Regions from separate parts of the Mus musculus genome. Here region 1 is linked to region 2. A link is a contact called in public Hi-C data. All regions are on one chromosome and are shown on one strand. The core of a region is the stretch at or near the end of the contact, and the rest is flanking DNA. Distances in the headings are between cores, read along the strand shown. Region 1 overlaps Lrba (LPS-responsive beige-like anchor). Region 2 holds the start of Mab21l2 (mab-21-like 2).

What was found. Hi-C and Micro-C count contacts between places; a contact is called where the count stands out from the background.
Region 1: a contact with region 2 is called in a Hi-C map of the N1E-115 cell line, with 4 times the contacts expected there. The contact joins the enhancer-like site here to the promoter of Mab21l2 in region 2. A contact is called at or near these places in 4 of 39 promoter capture datasets (embryonic stem cells, liver and macrophages), 1 of 484 Hi-C or Micro-C datasets (the N1E-115 cell line), 2 of 115 datasets of contacts at active chromatin or transcription factors (both in embryonic stem cells) and 4 of 9 other capture datasets (adipose tissue, embryonic stem cells, liver and 1 more).

Annotation. Positions count from the first base shown.
Region 1 is chr3:86,603,085-86,609,410 of GRCm38.p6, forward strand. It overlaps Lrba (LPS-responsive beige-like anchor), which reads left to right. Exons shown (of 57, transcript NM_030695.2): 41 at 2,786-2,903; 42 at 5,264-5,366. Among named protein-coding and RNA genes, the nearest start is that of Gm31677, 55 kb to the left of the region's middle. Within about 2 kb of position 2,152, at least 6 of the 459 cell types and tissues checked have an H3K27ac peak or open chromatin away from gene starts, as enhancers often do. A contact at or near this core is called in the N1E-115 cell line, where this site is marked.
Region 2 is chr3:86,546,692-86,553,466 of GRCm38.p6, forward strand. It overlaps Mab21l2 (mab-21-like 2), which reads right to left and starts at 1,592. Exons shown (of 1, transcript NM_011839.4): 1 at 1-1,592. The coding sequence starts at 1,000. All of the region lies in intron 40 of Lrba (LPS-responsive beige-like anchor), which reads left to right. Gm31677 (a long non-coding RNA gene) reads right to left here and starts at 4,906. Exons shown (of 5, transcript XR_375777.3): 1 at 4,343-4,906; 2 at 4,077-4,135; 3 at 2,260-2,323.

The sequences.
Region 1 (6,326 bases), core at 902-3,401, 57 kb after region 2:
AGTGATGGGCTATAGGAAAGGAAAAGTGCATCAGGAATGTTAGGTGCAGGGATTTCAATACTGTACTGCTTTAATTTTTAAATTTATCAACAACTTGACAAAAGTGTAAGATTTTATAAGATTGAGTATACATGGGGCTTATGTCATTTAGTGGAATTTTCAATTATATTTGTTAGAATAAAACACATTTTAAAGGAGGATGGCACTGTGGTTTAGGTCAATAGAATACATGTGGAATTTTGGTGAATCCTAGACCTACCAGTGTATATTAAAAATGTTAAGAGCAGCATGTTAGCATACTTGTTTCTGTTAATGAATGGAGACTCTAGAGTGAGGTAGCTCAGGCCATGTGAGCATGTCTGTGCAGGAAGATGCACCAGAGACTTCTATGCTTAAGAGACATGGAACTTTCACACCAGAGTACGACACTTCTCACATGCCACGGCACGTATAGGACTCTGTCGTTTCTTTTGGTTCTCTCCTTTCAGTGTTAATCTAAATAAAGGACAAGAAATATAGTTTATTGAGATTTCTATGAGTTCAAGTTCTACTTTAATCACAGCCCCTTTTCCTTTAGAGACAGACCATTGAGTTGTAGGCTAGAGAAGCCTTGACTTCACAATCCTCAGCCTTCTGGGTCCTGCGATTTATGTGTGCAGCGCACTCCTGCCTGTAAAATGCCTTTGAAGAGCATGACAATGTGGATTGTAATGGAAGCTCTGGACCTTGGGATTTGAAAACTTGGAGTAGACTAGACTCTGCCACTAACTTGTGAAGAGACTGTTTCAATATCTAGCAAGTCTTTACCTTGTCTCATTTTACTTATGACTAGAATCATTAAATATATTAAGTATATAAAATCTATAATGCATAATATATTCTTAACAATATATTGTTTAGACAAATGCAGGGTGGTAATCTCATGTGCATAGAAATCAGATAATAAATGATTATTTATTTTAAATTAGTAAATACAACTACTTACTTTTCCTAATAAATCAGAAAACTGAATATTTATGTATGTAAAGAGCCATTTTCTCAATATTTCCCACTAATCAAAATTCTCAAAAGATATCATTTGTGACCCATTTCATGCAAGAAACAGAAGGAGAGAAGGGGAGATGAGAAGAGGGAGACGGAGAGAGTAGCAAAGCAAAGCATTGGCGCCATTGTGGGGCTTAGGCTACCAGACTAGACTCATATTTTAAAAATGATTTTTCATGCCATTGTTAAGGTTGTAGAAAACCTGAACTAAAACTGAGATTCTGACCTCTAAAGCAGGAGAGGTGAGAATCCAGCAAGTACCTATTATAACTTGAGATGGTACAAAGAAAGTTTGGGGTGTCTGGAGTGGTTGGGTTTGCTAGAGGATATAAAGAGAAAATCTCCAGTTGTGGGAAAGGTGAGAACTGAATTCTAGATGCTGCTGGCAGAGAGGGAAACAGGAAGTTCAGAACAAAACAAACAACCTCCCCGCCCCCCATCTGTCCTTTCTGTTTCTTTCTCTGGGTTTTGTTTGCCCTAGTATTTGTTGTGGAAATGAGAAATACAACATTTATTGCCAAATAAATTTAGCAATTGAGCAATGAGGACTTGTCTGGTTCTTCGAGGATTTTGTAGAAATTTTCAAAGTTGTATCTGTTTTCTAACTTCCCATATATCAGAAACAGTACTTCTTATAGAAAAGTTGAAAAAAGTAACTGAATGAAATAAGTTTGTTTGTTTGTTTGTTTGTTTTGTTTTGTTTCTAAGAAACTGCATTGTGCATTGAAGAATATAGGTTACTATAGGTCCAGGCCTGGGAAGTGGATGTGAGCAGATGGGGTGTGGGGTCGGCCACCACTGCTCGTTTTTTCTTCATGTCCATTCCATCTTTGCCCCTGTCACACAGTATCATAATCACAAGTTGGTTCATTTGTATTGTTCAGTGGGACTTGAGTTACAGAAATTCATCTTAATTTTTAACTTAACTGAGCTCATAGAGTTTTTACCAGCGCTTGATAGGACGACATTTTATTTTCTTGGAGACATGCTGAATCTTTCAGACTCTCATAATTACGCTTTTGAAATGGTCTTTTTTGGAAACAAACCTTGAATAACAAGGCAACAGAGTGGCTTAAAACTAAAGGCAGGATTACCTGGAATTGGCAAAGCATTTTAAGCAACTGTGTCTGTCACATGGGATGACAGGAATTGGAACAAGTTACTCTGACAGCCACCCACTCCACGGAGAGATTACACTGAGCTTAATTTGCAGGGTTGTGTTTAGCTTTGACTGACAAAATGATACTTAACCCCTTCTACAGTTAATCTTTAGGTGTTCAGATTTTTTTAACCTTACCAGTGAGCTAACACGCATTTTTTAAAGCAGGTAAAAGACACCCCTGGGAAAATTGTAGTCACATATGTAAAAATCCATTGCTAGAAGTGGCCAAAAACATATGTCATATATTTGAATTCTTACTTTTGAAGCTTCGTCTGAAACGTTGTTTCTCTAAAAAGATTTTAAAATTGATGAGTAAATAAGGCTACATAAATTTCCTGAGAATAGATTACTTTGTAATCGTCAGTAAGAATTTACTAATGGCACTCTACGTTTTCGTCTAAGTTGCCCTTTCACTAATTACAACCCATTTTCTTCCTTTCCTTTCAAACTATTTCATTATCTATTACGTTATTTTTCTTAGAAATTTTTAATAGAGCCTTTTCTATTTTAATTGGAGGGAAACAGCTCTAGCAGAACGGAATACTGTGACTTAATTGGGGTTATCTTTTCTCTCACTAGATCTTGGCATATACAGAAGGTCTGCATGGAAAATGGCTGTTCACAGAGATAAGATCAATCTTTTCTCGCCGTTATCTTTTGCAAAATACAGCTCTGGAGATCTTTATGGCAAACAGAGGTAATACGTTACAGAAGTACATTGTTAAAGAACTAACTTACCCCGATTTGGGATGTCATTTTTGAACACACCATATTGTTTCTATTTAGATCGGATCTGTAGTTTACCCTCTGCCCTGTTGACCTCATCGCTTAGATCTTACCGACTGTCATGTGATTTTTATTCCCTTCCCCTCCAATCATTTTTAGAATAATTTGTAGGTCTTTTGTTTTCCTGACTATTTCACAAATTGGTGCAATGCTCTATAAATATGAATATTCTGTGGTTTAACTATTGAATCAGCTGTGGAGTTTCCATGTCTATAGTATTTACTTGATTACTTCTAATAAGTGGCTATATTTGGGGACAAAATACAACAAATGATTAATGTATTAACTTTGTCTTTTATCTAACCTATTGCTATTTATATTAAAAGTCAAAAAAATTACTAATTTGTCCCATTTTTAAAAGTTGAGCTAAAGTTTTGCTTGTGGATTTAAAATGTAACTGGATGAGATACATCAAGACTGCAAGGGTAGAGAAGTTGAACTTGAAGGAAAAATGTAGTTTATGAGTTGAGTCGCACAAGGGAAAATATATAAAACTTGGGGTCTTTGTTACATTTCTAATTTGTATATATGTAGGCTGATGTTTTTTTTTATTTGTTCTATAATCTCCATGTTTTAAATCTTCACATAAAAACATCTATGCATGCATTTCTCCCTGCTTATTAGCATATGTTGACAGATATTATAAGCACATTTAGGGGGCAAGCTTTTTCTTTTTTTATAAGCTCCTATACAACCCACACAACTTTTTACTAATGCAAGCATTAGTCCTCTAGATGAGTAACTGAGAGGTTAGTTTACACTTTATTTCAGTCTGCCTTGTCCAGAAGTAGTGGCGACCTTCCAGCATTGGTCACTTGCTTGTCTTCCTGCATTTTCCTTCCTTAGACTTCTGTAGACACCCTTGAGTTTGTGTGTTTTCTGTCATCTCTCCTCGTAGCTAGGTCTTCTGATAGAACCTACAGTGGTTTATTCTTTCTTTCCTCCCCAACATTGAACATAAGAGTAGGTTCTAAGGAAGCCCTAATTCAACACTACCTGTACATAGCATTACAGGATACTTTGTATCCTTGTGCTTGGCCAGTGAGCTGTTATTTGCTTAAAGACTTGGGGTTTTTGTTTGTTTATTTTGAGTTTTTAAATCATTCAGTTTCTATCGAAAAATTATATTTATAATATAATGTGACAGAAATTGCCACAGGAATGATATACTGATTGCAATAAGGTTGCATGCAGCAGCAGCTTTGCATTTTTATAACTTTCTTTGTTTATAAACTTGTTTAAAAAAATCCATTGTTTAAAAGCTACAGCAACACAGTGAATTTTTTTTCACCTTGAGTATTTTTTGACCAAGCAGAAGACTACCTTCTGGATGAGTTTGTAGCATACATGTGTTTCTGATACTGTTAATATATAAGTAAGAGTTTGAGACTAAACAAAGTAATATCTTATAAATTTTATCATTTTATGACTATCTTTTTTAAAGATAGGTAAGTATTTCATATGACTTTTCAAATTAGCATACCAAATATATTTTATTGCTAGTTGATTCTTGATGCTGTAGTCCATGTGTAATTGTCTAAATTATTAGAAAGCATTTTTAGTCTGCTTAAGAGCCATAGTGAAAACTATTATTTCTAGACACAAATGTTAGTTGACATTAATATGCAAAATAAAAACATGAAAATATTATAAAGAAAATTGACTTCTAATGGGTCATTACTTGATATAGAATAGATTATTCCTTAGCTATATTTGTAGCTTTTAATAATAGGTATGTAACTTTAAATTTTAATTTAAATTTAGTTTTATTTTAAATAGTTGTAGAAGCTCATGCAGAGATATTGGAGTTCTGAACATTGAATACGTATTTTCACACTTGTTCCTATATAATCTCAACTTCATGTTATGCAAGGAGAAAATTTTTACTTTTTCTGTAAATACGTTGAAATTCTTGTGTATGACAACATAGTCTTTGAATGAAACAAATATGACCTGTAGAAGATTATTACTACAACATTAGAATGTACTATTGATTGTATTTGAGATACTTGAACCAAGAGTAAACATTCTATTGAATTAAGAAGTCATTTTTCTGCCGGGCATTGGTGGCGCACGCCTTTAATCCCAGCACTCAGGAGGCATAGGCAGACGGATTTCTGAGTTTGAGGCCAGCTTAGTCTACAGAGTGAGTTCCAGGACAGCCAGGGCTATACAGAGAAACCCTGTCCCCTCCTCCCCCTAAAAAAAAAACAGTCATTTTTCCAAGAAGAATTTTATTATATTCTAATTTTTAAAACTTACTTGTTGTAGTTGCTGTAATGTTCAACTTCCCAGACCCTGCCACAGTAAAGAAAGTGGTGAACTATCTACCTCGTGTTGGTGTGGGAACCAGTTTTGGATTACCTCAGACCAGGTACTGTGTTAACTGAAAATACAAACAAATAAAAGAAATATTCTGATTAAAGTCTTGCTAACTAGGACGTATTCATATTTGTATTTGTTTTGAAATGGTCCCTTCTGACTTTTGTTTCTTAATAAATGATGGTTGTTAGAGTTGTGTTTTATTTTTAGTCAACTGAATCATAACATAAACAGGTGTAGTATCCCTTTAAGAACATATTTGCAAATACTATAAGAAAAAGGTTTCTATCTCTCTCCAAAAGCATTTGTGTGTACATGAACAAACACACATACACACACACACACACACATGCAGATGCACATTATCAGAAAGTTTCATTTATGCTTTGGACTTGGGGGAAAAAGGCATGTATTTCTAAGTGATACCACTATATTTTAATCAACATGGCAAAACCCAGAAAAAATAAATAATATCCAAGTATTATTCAGATGTAAAGTGAATGGAATGTTGCATACAAAGGATGTAAATTGGTACAGGCACTTTGGAGACTCTGAAAACAAAGACTTCACATCAGCAAATCCTACATGCCCTATAATCCAGCTGTGTTAGTCCTAAATACAGGTCCTACAGATACACCTGTTCATATTTACCACAAAGTGTGCATAGCAGTGTTCATATGAGTACTGTCTATATAATAGGCTCAAACTGAAAGCAAGCTCATTAGCATCAGGAAAATCAGTAATGTGCTTTGTTCATACAGAGGAATCTATTACAGTGAATGAGCGAACGTTTGTCACATTCAGCAACAATAATGAATTTAATGATGGAAGCAGTGACAGTCCCTTCTGTGTAAGTAATATTCTGAGCCAGTAAGCCTGACTCCAGGGCCCAAGGTTACTGCCAGGACATAACTCATTTTTGGAGAGTGGTAGTTCACAGTACATATGAAGAAGGCCTATGGCATGGTGCTTGTATTTCTTGCCTGAGATGATGGCTGTCCAGTATGAGTAC
Region 2 (6,775 bases), core at 342-2,841:
CCGAGTGGGGCTTACCCTGGAAGAGGTCGAGGTTGGGCAAAAAGTAGTGAGGGCAGCGGCGGCACTGCAGGCAGGAGATGAGCTGTAGCAGGATGCCGTTCAGACGGTCGCCCAAGCAAGCCTCGTCCCAGTCCGTTTCCCTCGGGTGTTTCTCGCACTCGTACAGCAGCAGCGTCTTCATGTGGTAGTTATTGAGCGGCTGGCCAGGCAGCTCCAGGTGGCGGTCCCGCAGCGTCTTCAGCACCGAGAGGCACTTGTTTCTACAGCCGCCCATCAGCAAGCGGTTCTCCGCCTCACCGAACTGCAGCACCCAGGCGTCGCTTTCTGCGGAGCTCTGCTTGCCAGTCAGCGAGTAGCACTCCTTGGAGAGCAAGTTGAACCCTTCGGCCTTGACCTCCGCCACCCGATTGGGGCCGGGCCAGGGGATGTGGGGCATAGGCCACTGTGCCGCGCTGCGAGGCCAGATCCCGGTGCACTTGAACGCTGGGGTGATTTGCACCACGTAGCGCTCCCTGATGCGCAACTTGACCTCACTAGTGTCGGCGATCATCTTGACCACGTCCCGGTAGCTGCACTTGTCCACCGCCTGGGCTACTAGTGTCTGGAAACGCGAGCGGATCTTGCGCGCAGAAAGGTAGCCAGACGCTGTGATGAACTCGACCCAAAGAGACATGCTCCGCTTCCGCCCATCGCTTAGTTTGAGCACGGCACAGCCGGGCAGAGATCCGTCGTCCACGAAGTTGAAGACTCCCATCTGGTTGAGGTAGAGTACCACCTCGAACTCGGTGGGCGAGATTACCTCCAGCCCCTCGTAGCGGGCGTCAATCTCACTCAGAGAGCTGATGAAGCGGGGCTCTTGCACCTCCACTTCCTTTAGCACATCCGACACTACCTTGCAGACTTCTCGGATGGTCTTGGCGATCGCAGCCTTGCGCGCCTGGCAGCGCTCGGTGTAGTATTTATTGAGCTGGTAAACCAGCTTGGCCTGAGCGGCGATCATGTTGGGGCACAGGTCCGGGCTGTACACCGGCGTCTCGCAATACGTTGAGGGATCCAAGGCTCACGCACTGGTGGTGGCCCTGCGGCTGTGGAAAGGCGGTGCGTTCCCCCTGAAGCCCCAATTTCACTCTTGCTTTCCACCTGGGCTGACCGGCTGATGATATAGCCGGCTGGCCTTTTCTTTTCCCTCTTTGGAATTTTCTTTTCTTTCTTCCGCAGAAAATTAGAAATAATATTATTTAGGGGGGAAAGTACCTGCAAAAATAAAGACGAGCCTCTCCTTGTGCGGGAGAGATGGATGAAATCGTGAGAGAGAAAAAACTAGGTTACCAAGAGGCTAGGCTTAGATGTCCGCAGCAGCCACGATTGCCCAGATATCTGGAAATGAAGTCTTATAAGTGCCAAAGTAAATTTAAAAATAAGACAAAAACATTCAGTGGTTCATTCTGAAACTTCTCCCTCGATGGTTGGACGCCTTCGCTCAGCGTAGGTGATGCCTTCCTTACCCTCCCCCAAAAGGAAAGTGAAGGATGTAATTAATGCCCGGAGAGCAGCGAAGTACAGCTCAGGCCGCAGCGCACTCTGAGGTTTGCAGACGCCCCGCGCGGTCTCAGCGTGCTAGTCTCCTCTCTTCTCAGGGGGTTGTGTCGTAGCAGTTTTCCTGGCTTCCTACTGGAGGCGTTGTTTGGATTGGGTTGGTTTGTTTGTGGTGGGTTCTTCCTGCCTTTCTCTAGGTGCAAACTGCTGCAAGTTGTTTGATATTCTTTTCTGCCTCGTTATTTATACTTTTGGCCCTAGCAAAATCTATTTTAGTGTGACTAAATCGTTGCTTACGTTGTATCTGGTGTGCAGGTCTAAGGAGTCCGGGTTTTTCCTCTCCTCTGGGTTGCGTTTGCAGTCTCTACCTCATCCCCCTGTCCTCTGATACCTGCCCCCCACACTTCTCTCTCTCTCTCTCTCTCTCTCTCTCTCTCTCTCTCTCTCTCTCTCTCTCTCTCTCTCTCTCTCTCTCCTTAGTTTATGAATGGTTCTGGGCCACCGTGAAGGGGTGGAGCTTCAGTTCCTACAATCCCTATGCAAGCTGTCAGTGCTTTAGCCAATCCGAGAGAAAGAGAGAGAGAGGACAAGCTTGGGACCTCAGCAGCCACCACACTGCACTTGATAAAGGGGGCGTGGGGGGTGAGAAAATGGGACTAGACAGAAGCCAAATGCTCTCACTCGTTTCATAGTCCCATTTTCTTTTTTATCCTCTTTTCTTACCGTTGCAGTGAGGAGGAGAGTCTTCATAGAAGGGATTCTTCTCTGGGTATGGCTGGATCAATTCCTGCAAAGTAGTAGTGCTTTCAGTGAGCTTCACTTTTGGTTTTAAGTCTCTGAACATTCTGCAGAAGGTGCAGACTCTAACAAACTGTCTTTGGCTTGAAGGCAAATGAGAGCAGGAAGGGGAGCTTAAGAAAGGACTTAAATTTTGTAGTCCCCCCCCCCTTCTCTTTCCCTCCCATCCCATTGTTGCCAAGAGCTGGAGAATTGCTGTGTATGTGTAAAGGAGGGGATAGGATGACAGTCTATAACCATAAATCTCTTGTTAGTAATTTCCATATGCTGTTAAAAATACAGAACAGGACAAAAACTACTCCAGATATGTTTTTGATCCTTATTTCATAATTTAGATTTAGCTATCTTTGTGTCATTATTTTACTCTTATAGGAATTTACCAATAACTAGAGAGAAAATATGTGAGTTTTGAGAAACTGTAAGTTTATATATTAGCATACATTACTTGGTTATACTTGCTGATTGAAATAAGCTACCAAAATAGTTTAGACTTAAATTAAAATGAAGGAAAAAAATGAGCCTGAATTCAGGTTTTCTTAATTTTTTAAATACTGTGACGTTAATTGTGAACATATTCTTGGGCAGTACTGGTTTAGAATAATTTTATTTTCATAATTGATTCTTGCTTTTAAAGGAGTTGACTGGGATAAAAATCTATAACTTTACTGTTATTGATTACCCAGATGGCCTTCCTCCTCCCCTGCATCCCACTAAAACTCAGTCGCTCTTGTTCCTTAGAATATGTGTTATCCTTAACAAGCTGTGTGATTGCTGCCTCGTAGGACTTTTGGAAAAACAAGGGCTGCAGCAAGGTGATTCACTTGCTACTGGGAGTTTATCTCAGAATTTAAGATGCCAGGGCTCTCAGTTGTTTTAATACACTCAGGTAGTTAAGGGCTATTTTTAGGTTGATTTGGCAGATAATATTTAAGCCGTGGGTTATGCATAGGGAAAATAAAATCTTTAGCCCGTTTTTTTTTTTTTTTAAAAAGCTGTGTATAACTTTTGTAAAACCCCGTAGGAGAGCTTGACTTGCATTTTTTGAAACCTACCAGAACCTGAATTCAGTTGCTACCGAGAGAGCTAATGTTTCTTTCTACTGGGCATGAGATGCTTGGATCCCTACCCCTTCATTCGTTCTTAGTCTTTGGTGGTCCGGAGGGCTGGAGACTTGACCCGCCTCCACCTTGATGCTAAAGCTCCTTTCTAAAGAGTATTTGGGTTTTTCTTTTTTAAACCAAGCGGGATTTATCGCTTGGGGGCCGTTTTAAGTAGCGAGGAGTTGGGAAGAACCTTGCAAAGTAAGCATCAGAGAGCCTCTGGGACAGTAGTTTCATGGGCGTTCCTAAGAGTGAATGCACTACTAGGCGGCTAGCTGCGGCCAGCGGTTTCCCGCTGGTCAGGGAGGCTTTGGTGCTGCAGGACCCAGACCATGCCATGTAGCCGGGTAACTAGTGCGTTCTATAGTCCCTGCCTTGGAGGTGTTACAGGCCAGAGGGGTGTACTCCCGTGGAGTATGGGACCACAGGGAAAAGAAGCTTGGAACAAATCCCACAGGCAGTGCTGGGCGGGCGGGGACTGGTGGCAAGGCCCAGGTGCAGAGTTCCTCCACATCCTCCAGGGGCCAGATCTGCAGCATGCATGTGGCCAGAGACGCCTGTGCGAACCCTTGTAATTCTGGCTGTCTCAGCTCGGCCTGCCACGTCTTCAAGCTACAGGACACGCGCACCCACTGCATTCACCTCTGCCAGCTTGAGCAAGTTTCCTCACACCCTTGTCCACCGTTTCTCCACTTCTCTTCCTAGAGGCAAGGATGATAAAACGTTACAAATGTTTTGATTTAAAAACAATTCATTACCAATTTACCCTGTCTAAGGTAGATGCTCTAGTAAATAATAAATCAGTTAAACAAAGGCGACTTTAATTTATCGCTGTGGTGCTAATTAGAAACATCATTCGAGCAATAAACTTAAACACTTCCAGCAAACACTGCACCCCTCCCCCTTACCTCTCTCCACTGCCTTGGCTGAGAGCAGGCAGCTTCTGCTGTTTGCGGCTCCTATCCCTGGTTGAATAATTGAAGGGGGAAACGGTATCTGAGGAGGCTATAATTGAAGAGCCCCTGTCACCTCTGCTTTTATGTATGTTGGTGTAGAAGTCCATCAGCAGCTCCTTGATGGTGTATTAAAACGAAGTGGCAGCTCCTTCTGCAGGAGATGCGGTGTTCTATTAAGGAGACCAAGAGAGAAAGAAACTCTAGAGGCTAAAAGCCACTTCAAGTCTTCAGACCGATTGATCTGTATTCTCTTGTTATAATCCGTCTCATCATACTTGAGTTAATGAGGCAAAGGAGGGGGAGTGAAATCTGATGGTCCCTGACAAATTCATTAGGGAGACTGCAGGACATTTTATTTGACTGTTAAACATCTTGTTTGTTTGGTTTAGGCAGTGCCAATATCAGCATGCTTCTGCCCAGAACTGTGGTGTTGGGCTGGCTGGCTGCAAGACATTCCTGAAAGGAAGGAGGGCATGGAGGGTGGCTCCCCCTCCCCCGTGGATTATGGGTAATGCCGAACCTTCAGACTTCCCTGGGCCTAACATTTTCAATCATTACAGTCATGACATCTAGAAATGTATTGAGATGGGCATGTTTTTAGTAACTATAAACTAAAATATGTGCATGTTTAGAACATTAGTCCCTGTTTCTTTAAAAATTGAGTCGGGTTAGATCAATTCCTCCACTCGCTTTTGAGATATGTGGATATTTAAGGTCTATACAGCAGTCAGAAGCGTAAGTTACTCCTTAGTACATCTCATTTTTACCTGATCATAGTTAAACATAGGGAAGTACACTCTTCTTCATCAAAACCAACGGGAGCTGTAAGTTGGAAATTAAAAGGTTACCTACTTTTACAAATTCTTTAAAAGAAGATTACTATCTATTTAGACCTGAGAGATGTTTTTTACAGTTAATTAGCATCAGGACTTTAGTGTGGAGAATAGTGCTAGCTAGGATCAGGTGGTGAGCCTACAGAGTTCTTCAACTGAAAATTCTTCCAGTTGAAAAATAATAGGCAATTAGGCTAGAGTGTTAACCTTATAGTATTTTATCCTAAACAATGTTGGACTTGGATTTTTTTTTTTGAAGTTTCTTGAAAGGTAGTAAATAACCCATTTATGAAACTTTCTTGCCTAGAGAATTCAGTTACATTTTCTCTTAGCATTGACTTAGCCTCAGCATAAGTGCTTTGAGAAAGAAGCCTGCATTCCATTTGGGGAAATCAGTCTGGGGGAAAAAAGCAAGCTAATGCCCTTTGAGTGTCATTTCCATCCGTCCCTGCATGGCCGAAGAAGCTGTTGCTCCAGGGCGACTGTGGACCTGGACACTGCTGCAGCAGTTCAGCTCTCAGAGCTGCGGAATGGCGCAGTCAGGGCTTCTGTGTGTCTGACAGTTATAATCCTGTTTACATTTGCACTGAGTACAGAATCCTTAAACTGTTTTATTCAGGGCTGATCTTTTCTTAAAGATATGTTTACTAGATTAAACTTCAGTGCATTTCTTACTTTATCAGATTAGTGAGACTTAAAAGGTATGTATTTTATGGTGTATAGAAACAGTATACAGTAGTCTAACAGTCTTTACAAGGAGTACACAGGGCTTACATGATATGATCTCCATTTCCTGAAAACATTTTAGAAACATTCAAGAAATAATTAAATTATTTTCTTTTTAAGAAGTCTCTGAAGTACTTACACTTTTCAGAATGCAAAGTACTCCGTTTTCACCTGGATCTTTTCTTAATCCCTGGTGTAACTTTGAAAAATCTATGCATCTATTTATACTGTGACTCAGTTTTAGTCTTTATATGTTGAATTAATTGATGTAATTATAAAAATACTTGATTTGTGGAAAACAAATTTATAATATTGTGATCAAAATGTAATTTCAGAAATAACAACTAAACTCTGATTTAAAAGCTATCAGTAATGGCTAGAAAGAAAGTAGATTACTCAAACATGGCTTGTTAGTGTTGGTTTGATGGAATTTTGAAGAAGTAACTGAATTTAAATATGTGCAAGAGATTCTAACAATTATGGATATTTTACTATTTCCAGTCTTCTTTACTATTATATGTTATTCTTTGGCAACTGAAAGGATTTTTCTAAAACTCTAAAGTTTTCTTCAGAATTTTTTTAAGGTAGTGATAATTACTACTCTGGAATTAATTTGTAATACCCAGTTATTGAATATTTGCTTTGAGTGCTTCATTTTTATTGTTTATTAATTATTTTAAATGGCCAAGCATTCTGTTGAAATACTTCATTCAGTTTTATAAAATAGCTTTAAAACAACAGAAAATCCTTTCATCTCTTTGATTGGTAACCCCGGGGTATTGTTCACTTTTAAACAGTGTGAACAAAAGATAGTGTTCCGTCAGGT